Linked DNA regions of Sus scrofa: region 1 is linked to region 2. Evidence: chromatin contacts called from public Hi-C data. All regions are on one chromosome and are shown on one strand. The core of a region is the stretch at or near the end of the contact, and the rest is flanking DNA. Distances in the headings are between cores, read along the strand shown. Region 1 holds the start of PDGFD (platelet-derived growth factor D). Region 2 has its middle 310 kb from the start of DDI1.

Evidence for each region. A called contact is a pair of places that touch in the nucleus more often than the background predicts.
Region 1: a contact with region 2 is called in a Hi-C map of subcutaneous adipose tissue, with 2.6 times the contacts expected there. The contact joins the promoter of PDGFD here to the enhancer-like site in region 2. A contact is called at or near these places in 1 of 5 promoter capture datasets (liver), 10 of 47 Hi-C or Micro-C datasets (embryonic fibroblasts, fetal heart ventricle, fetal skeletal muscle and 6 more) and 1 of 2 datasets of contacts at active chromatin or transcription factors (skeletal muscle).

The regions. Positions count from the first base shown.
Region 1 is chr9:34,619,532-34,622,970 of Sscrofa11.1, reverse strand. It overlaps PDGFD (platelet-derived growth factor D), which reads left to right and starts at 1,744. Exons shown (of 8, transcript XM_021062718.1): 1 at 1,744-2,200; 2 at 2,203-2,247. The coding sequence starts at 2,125.
Region 2 is chr9:34,192,470-34,195,781 of Sscrofa11.1, reverse strand. No RefSeq gene overlaps it. Among named protein-coding and RNA genes, the nearest start is that of DDI1, 310 kb to the left of the region's middle. Within about 2 kb of position 1,776, at least 8 of the 83 cell types and tissues checked have an H3K27ac peak or open chromatin away from gene starts, as enhancers often do. A contact at or near this core is called in subcutaneous adipose tissue, where this site is marked.

The DNA.
Region 1 (3,439 bases), core at 495-2,994, 430 kb before region 2:
GCCAGCAAATATTTTGATCATGCTCCACCAAAATACCTTTTACACCTGGGTGTGTTTGTGTGTCTTTGCAACAAAAGAGTCATGAAATGATACTTAATGTTATTACCTGTAATGAACTCTGCTAATAAAATTTGTAAGCAATTGTATTGCATTCTATTTATTTAAAAAACATTTGTAACAAACAGACCACTCTGGTGGTGGATTTGATAATGGGGAAGGCTATGCAGGTGTGCGGGCAGAGGGCACAGGAGAAATCTCTGTGCCTTCTTCTCAATTTTGCTATGACCCTAAAACTATCCTAAAAAAATAAAGTTAATTAAAACTAATGTTGATCTTGAAATTTATTTCACAATACACAAACCCACAGTTTGTAACACTGTTTTAGACAAAAATGCCAAGACATTAATCTTTTGAGTATGTATAAAGAACACATGTATCCTAGTTAGCATTGGATGGTGTAATCTCAAGATTAAATTTTCTGAACGTCCTACCATTCTCAGTGCTTCCAGCTCTCTAAATATCACATATTTCTCATACCCCAGACTTTCAGGAGCTGAAAGGCCTTAAAGAGATTGGGAAATGCCTCTCCTATATCTCATCCCTGAGCAGCTGAGAAATTATGTAAATTTGGATTTGGATTCAGCCATAAACAAACAAAAAAGTTATTTCATATAATTTTCACCACAACCATACAAAAAATGATTACTCTCCTTTTTTAAGAAACCGAGTCCCAAAACGTCAAAGGATGGGAGTTCCCATTGAGCCCAGGGGAAATGAATCCAACTAGTATCCATGAAGATGTGGGTTCTCATTCAGGGATTAGTGGTACCCTGAGCTGTCATGTAGGTCAAGGACGTGGCCCTGATGGCCCGTCCCTGTGGCTTAGGCCAGCAATTGTAACTCCAATTCGACCCCTAGCCTGGAATTTTCATAAGCCACAGTGCTGCCCTAAAAAGCAAAAAAAAAAAAAAAAAAAAGAAAGAAAAAAAAAAGTCAAATGACTTACTCAAGGTGACAAACCAGCTAGTGAGCAGCAGAGCCTCCATCAGCACCTGTTCCAAATACAGTCCCCAACCCCTGGGAGACAGAACACTATTTAGAAATTACTGGAATCCAGAAGCAGTTCCTCTGGACCACAGAGCTTTCAGATACTGAGAGTAGGAGCCCAAAAACCTGGATATTCCCTGCCTCTTCCTGTGGGTGGTGAAGACAACACAGCCCACATTGCCAGTCTTTCGCGGCTCAACCCCACTCTGACCTCAAAGCCCTTCTCTGCGCAGGGGCACAGGGTGGGATATATACTGTACACTTCATCACACATGCCCATCACACCTAGATCCCTGAGGGATAGGAAGGGCAGGCTGTGTTTCTCCCTGAGAAATTGACCCTGACTTGGCTAAGGTCATACCTATTGGAGCTCAAAGGAAAGCTCAGAATCCAGCTCCTTTGTTTCGGCGCGTTTCCACTTGGTCACTTAGTGAAATTTTGACTGCGTAGAATCTGATCTTCCTTTGTGTAAAGTACAAACTTCCAACACCAGTCTCCCTCCCTAACCCACTGTCACCTAGGCAGGAGCCACGTCTTGCGTCCCCTCTGAAGAAGTGTGGAGATTCTACCCTCTCCCACTCGCTCCCTGCCCCCGGTCTGGTCTCACATCTAAGTTTGAGGCCAGGGTGGTGAGAAGAGTCCCGGTCACAGTCACACTGGGCATGCTCAGTGGCGGAATGGGTTTCTGTCGGGCCTGGGGAGCCCCGTGCGCGCAGCTCAGGAGCCCGGCCGCTGGGGCGGAGTAAGTGGCTACTCCGCTCGCTCTCCCGGGACGCCGTGCCGCCCGCCCACTGCAGCCTGTGCTGCAGCTGCCGGCCGCCGGAGGGGGCGAACAAACGTCAACCTGTTGTTTGTCCCGTCATCATTTATCAACTCTCAGCACCACAAGGAAGTGCGGCCGCCACCCGCGCGCGGAAAGTTCAGCATGCAGGAAGTTTGGGGAGAGCTCGGCGACTAGCACAGCGGCCCGGGCCAGCGCGGGGCGAGCGCGGGGGCCAGAGAGCGGCGCGGCGTCCGTCCCGGGAGCCTATCCCGGCTTTTTCTTGGAGCGACGCTGTCCCTAGGTCGCTGATCCCAATGCACCGGCTCATCCTCGTCTACACGCTAGTCTGCGCAAACTTTTGCAGCTACCGGGACACTTCTGCAGCTCCGCAAGCGCATCCATCAAGGCTTTGCGCAACGCCAACCTCAGGCGAGATGGTAAGGGACTCAGATTCTATTTTTTAATTAAGCGATGCCTTTATTTGTTGTCATCATTATTGTCCCCCCCCCCTTTCAGTCTTTACTGTGGTTGTGTGTGGGAGTGTGTGTGTGTGTGTGTGTTTGTGGGGGGGTCTCCTGCCTTGTCCCCAGCCCTGAGAGAGCCCCTTCTTCCGGAATGGGACTGACTGGTATGGGACGCATTCCAGAGGGGGTCGGATGGGTCAGGTAGTTCATCTCCCTGACCCTGGAAAGTCATTTTGGTGTCCAATAGTCACTGTTATTAGGATCCCAAAGTTGCAGAAAGTTTCAGACTGCGCCGCCCCATGGTCAGGCTCTTAACCTTTTGGACTTGAAATTCAGTTGGGGCGTTAGTGATAGCTAGAGGGACTCGCGAGTGCTTTTTCTGGGTGGTTTATTTTTATTTTATTTTTTTAAGTGTTGGGGGGAGAGGGAATGATACGTTTCATAGGAAATGATAGCTGGAACAGAGTGAGAACTTATTTATTTTAAAGAGATAGCAGGGTGCAGCGCGTTGCCTTTTCATCCCCAGAGTGACTTTTCCAGTGGAGTTTGGCATGGCTTAGAAACTCATAATCTGGAAGAAAATGGCTTTTGGAGTTTTATCCGTACCCCAGGGTTTTCTTGCACAGAAGGTTTTCCAGCTCTTTGCAGGAAGCAAAGCTCTTTACACAACTATCCTATGCAAGGTCCCCAGCAGGCTTGTTTGTTTTCCTTTACTATGGGGGACACCTAGGTCATTGGATCCCAGCAACTTTAATTGAGTTTACTTTCTGGGCCTTCACCAAGATCTAAAGTTGATTTATTCCTCAATTCTCAAGTACAGCTGGCGTTGCCAGTAATTTGCAGCTGTTTCTGCCACCTACCTGAACTGACCCATAGGTTTTGGGTTTTTTTTCCTTCATCAGTAGTATCTTTTTTTCTGTCTGCTTGCTTAAAGTTCTAACGCATCCCTTAAGGAGATCACCAAGCTGTTCTTAATGTCTTCACTCTTCGAGCTGGCAGCATTTGACTGTTCTCTGGCAAATTTATATTAGCCTTCTTATTTTCATATCAGTTTCTCTCTTGGTGTGTCCTTAATTTGGAGATCACTGAACAAAACAAAAAGGCGTCTGATCCAAACAAAAACTTTATTATATTTTTTGATGCAAGTAGACTGGATTTCAGTGTG
Region 2 (3,312 bases), core at 527-3,026:
AGAGCCACAGCCACGCCATATCCAAGCTGCATCTGTGACCTACACCACAGCTCACGGCAACGCCGGATCCTTAACCCACTGAGCAAAGCCAGGGATCGAACCTGCAACCTCATGGTTCCTAGTCAGATTCGTTAACTACTGCGCCACGACGGGAACTCCCGGAGAACTATTTTCTATGTCCTTTGATAAACCATAATGAAAAAGAACTTTTTTAAAAAAGTGAATATATATATATATATATATTATATGTATAACTGAATCACTTTGCTGTACAACAGAAATTAACACATTACTTCAATTAAAAATTTTTTAAAAAACTGATGAGTGTTATTATATATAAATTACACTTCAATAAAGCTGACAATAAATAAATTTAAGTCACAAAAATTTAGGGGGGAAAAAAGAGATAAGAAATTAGACCTTGCTACCACTTTTCTAATGTTACACTTGATACCCCGGTATACATAGGACTCTCCTACACCACAATTTTGAGACTAAAAGATGGATGCTGTGCTAGAAAAAAATGTTTTTAAGGCGTTAGGATGCATCTGAATCACACACGAGACTTCTTAAAACAGAGATGGCCAAGTCCTGCTCCTAGAATTTCTGATTCAGTAGGCTAGGGAGAAGGCCTGAGAAATCACATTTCAGAGAGGTTCCTCAGTGATACCCCTGCCACTGGGCATGGTGTACACTTTTGGTACCATTGCTCTAGAAAGAACATATTGCTAAGGAATACATTCCAGTCACAGTATGAGACAGACTATAGAGCACAACATTTGCTCATAAATAATACGTGAATGCTTATTTTTATTTAGAAGGATGCTTGCGTGTAAAGAGGGCTGCTGAGATGCTGCTCTTTCTTAATATGGGTGATGATTATATGGGCATGTGTACTTTATGAAATTTATAATTCAAGCACATCTCTGCATGTCATAATTGCATAAAAATTTACCTTAAAAATGAGAAAATAAGGAATGTCTGGCTCACTCAGCCCCTTGCTCAAGGACTTCTGGACACATATGTGTGTATGCTTTATTTAGGAGCTCCTATAACCTGGTATAAGGAGAAATCGACTTTTACGAACTTTCATTAAAGCTGTTTAGCCATATGTCCTTGCCTCTAACAATGCTATATCATCAAAGAAGATGCGATGGTCTCTGTGTTTTGCAAAGGATAAACAGAAAATTAACTAAACACATTTGTTTCAGAGTCTTAGAGTAGTAGGAGATTGGTGTTTGCTAATGGAAAAATACAGCCCCGAAGGAGCAGTCACTGGCATTTCGAACATTAAAAGGCAATCACAGTGTTTCGTGAAACCACTGAGCAATTTCTGGAAAATCACACTGAATTTCTCCTTTTCACATTCCTTTCAAAAAGTGCTTTGCCATGGGAGCGTTTCCAAGAATGGGAGAGTCACAATAGTCACAAATAATGTTAGCCTGAAGAATGTCTGACCATTGAGTTGCTGTGGAAATGAGTACCCTGGAAAAACACAGAAGTCAGTGTGCAAGGCTGTGTGCTACCAGGAAAGGAACAGTAGGTTCCAGTGGCACCTGTAAATTACCCAGTGCTGTGGGGGCATGAGGCAGGGCAATTCTTTGCCTTCTGGTTGCTGTGCAGTTGGTTACGGTTATGAGATGCCATTTTTTTCTCCCTTTTGGCATTAAGCAGTAGCGCCACTGAGGTTACCATACTTGAATTGAGCATGTGTGCAATGCCAGGCACACTGTCAAAGCCTTTGATGCTGTGAGTTATACTGACCAGAATTCTGTGAGCCCAGCTCCTGTGCTTCCAATTCTCTGTGGACGGCAGGAGGTTAGAGCTCAGCTTCAGAGAAGTGGTCATTAATGTGATGTGCCTTGATCACCCCCTGGTGTTGGGTCTGTGGAATAGCAATAACATCTGACCTTTGTGTCGCGTCAAAGCAAACCAGAGAAAGCCAAAGGTGGATTCACCACTTCGGACTACCATGCCTAAGGGATCCGAAAGATGATATCATCAAGTAAACAACTTCTGAGTGATGGAGCAGGGGAGAAGAAAAAGCTCGGCTGTTAAGACAAGCCTTTTCCATAAGAATGCTCAAGTCATTTCCTGGGAACTAAAAGATGAGAGGGCTGGAGCAGAGGGTACTCAAGTGGCACAGAACGCTTTTGAGTTTATGGGAACCCCCAGGTGGCAGCAGTCAAAGGATTGTATCTGCTGCTGCAGGCCTCACACTACTTCCTGAAAGGATGGCTGAAAGGAGTGAATGCCATCTGAAAATAAAAAATAGGCCATTGACTGAAAGTTGCTGGGCCATCCTTCTATTTATATGTCAAACTACAGATTTAGGTGGATAATTACCACCAAAGTCTAGATCTGATTTTAGCTACTGATTTCCCCTCACTTGAGAACCGAAGGTAATGTTAGCCAGGAATGTCTCTGTAATGTCCTCAGCCTGTTTTCCCAGAATGCCCTACTAGCTCTGTGGCTTAATTCTAGTTTGGTTTTTGTTTGTTTGTTTGTTTGTTTTTTCCTATTTCTTACATGAATTTGCCTACTTCCTGGCAATAACACACAGATTGTAAAGAGTCTCCAGCTGCTTTCAGCCTTAACGAAACAGAACTAAAACGGTAAATTTCATTTCCATTACTATTACCCAGTATTACTATTTCTGTTCCTGATTGCCCTGAGACCCAGCAAACGAGGCACAAAATATGTCCTTACTGGGACTCCCAGACGCTGGCACCCACTGTGCAGCTCCAGCTTCATCTTACTCCTCTTCATCACACCAGCCACGCTGGGCTCTTACTGTTCCTTGACCTACCAGGCTGCCTCCTACCTGGGGGCTTTACACATTCCATTATTCTGCCTTTTTTAACCCTCGTAACTTCCATATAGTTCATTCTTAGTGGTTAAAATAATATATTCAAAATCAGGTTGTGTGTTTCAATCCTGGTCCCGTTATGGGCCGTGCACTTTGGCCAATTTACTTCATTTTGTGGGGCCTTTCTCCTTAACCATACTTCTATTACCACTTCAAGGGTTTGTTGTGGGGATTATATGACAATACCTGTTAAGCACTTAGAATGATATCCGACACATAGTCAAGCTGAATATATGTCCGCTCTTATTGTTACCCATTCTTCATATATCAGCTCACATGTCACTTCCCCATGAAAGCTTCCTCTGATCCCAGTTGAGGTTAAATTCCTTTGATATGCGCTCTCAGAAGACTTCTGTGTTGCCTTTGAAGCTGTGATCTAATCTGAAGCTTCCATTCCTAGTTCCCTGATGTCTTCTCAGTCTAGAATATTCGTTCCAGGAGAG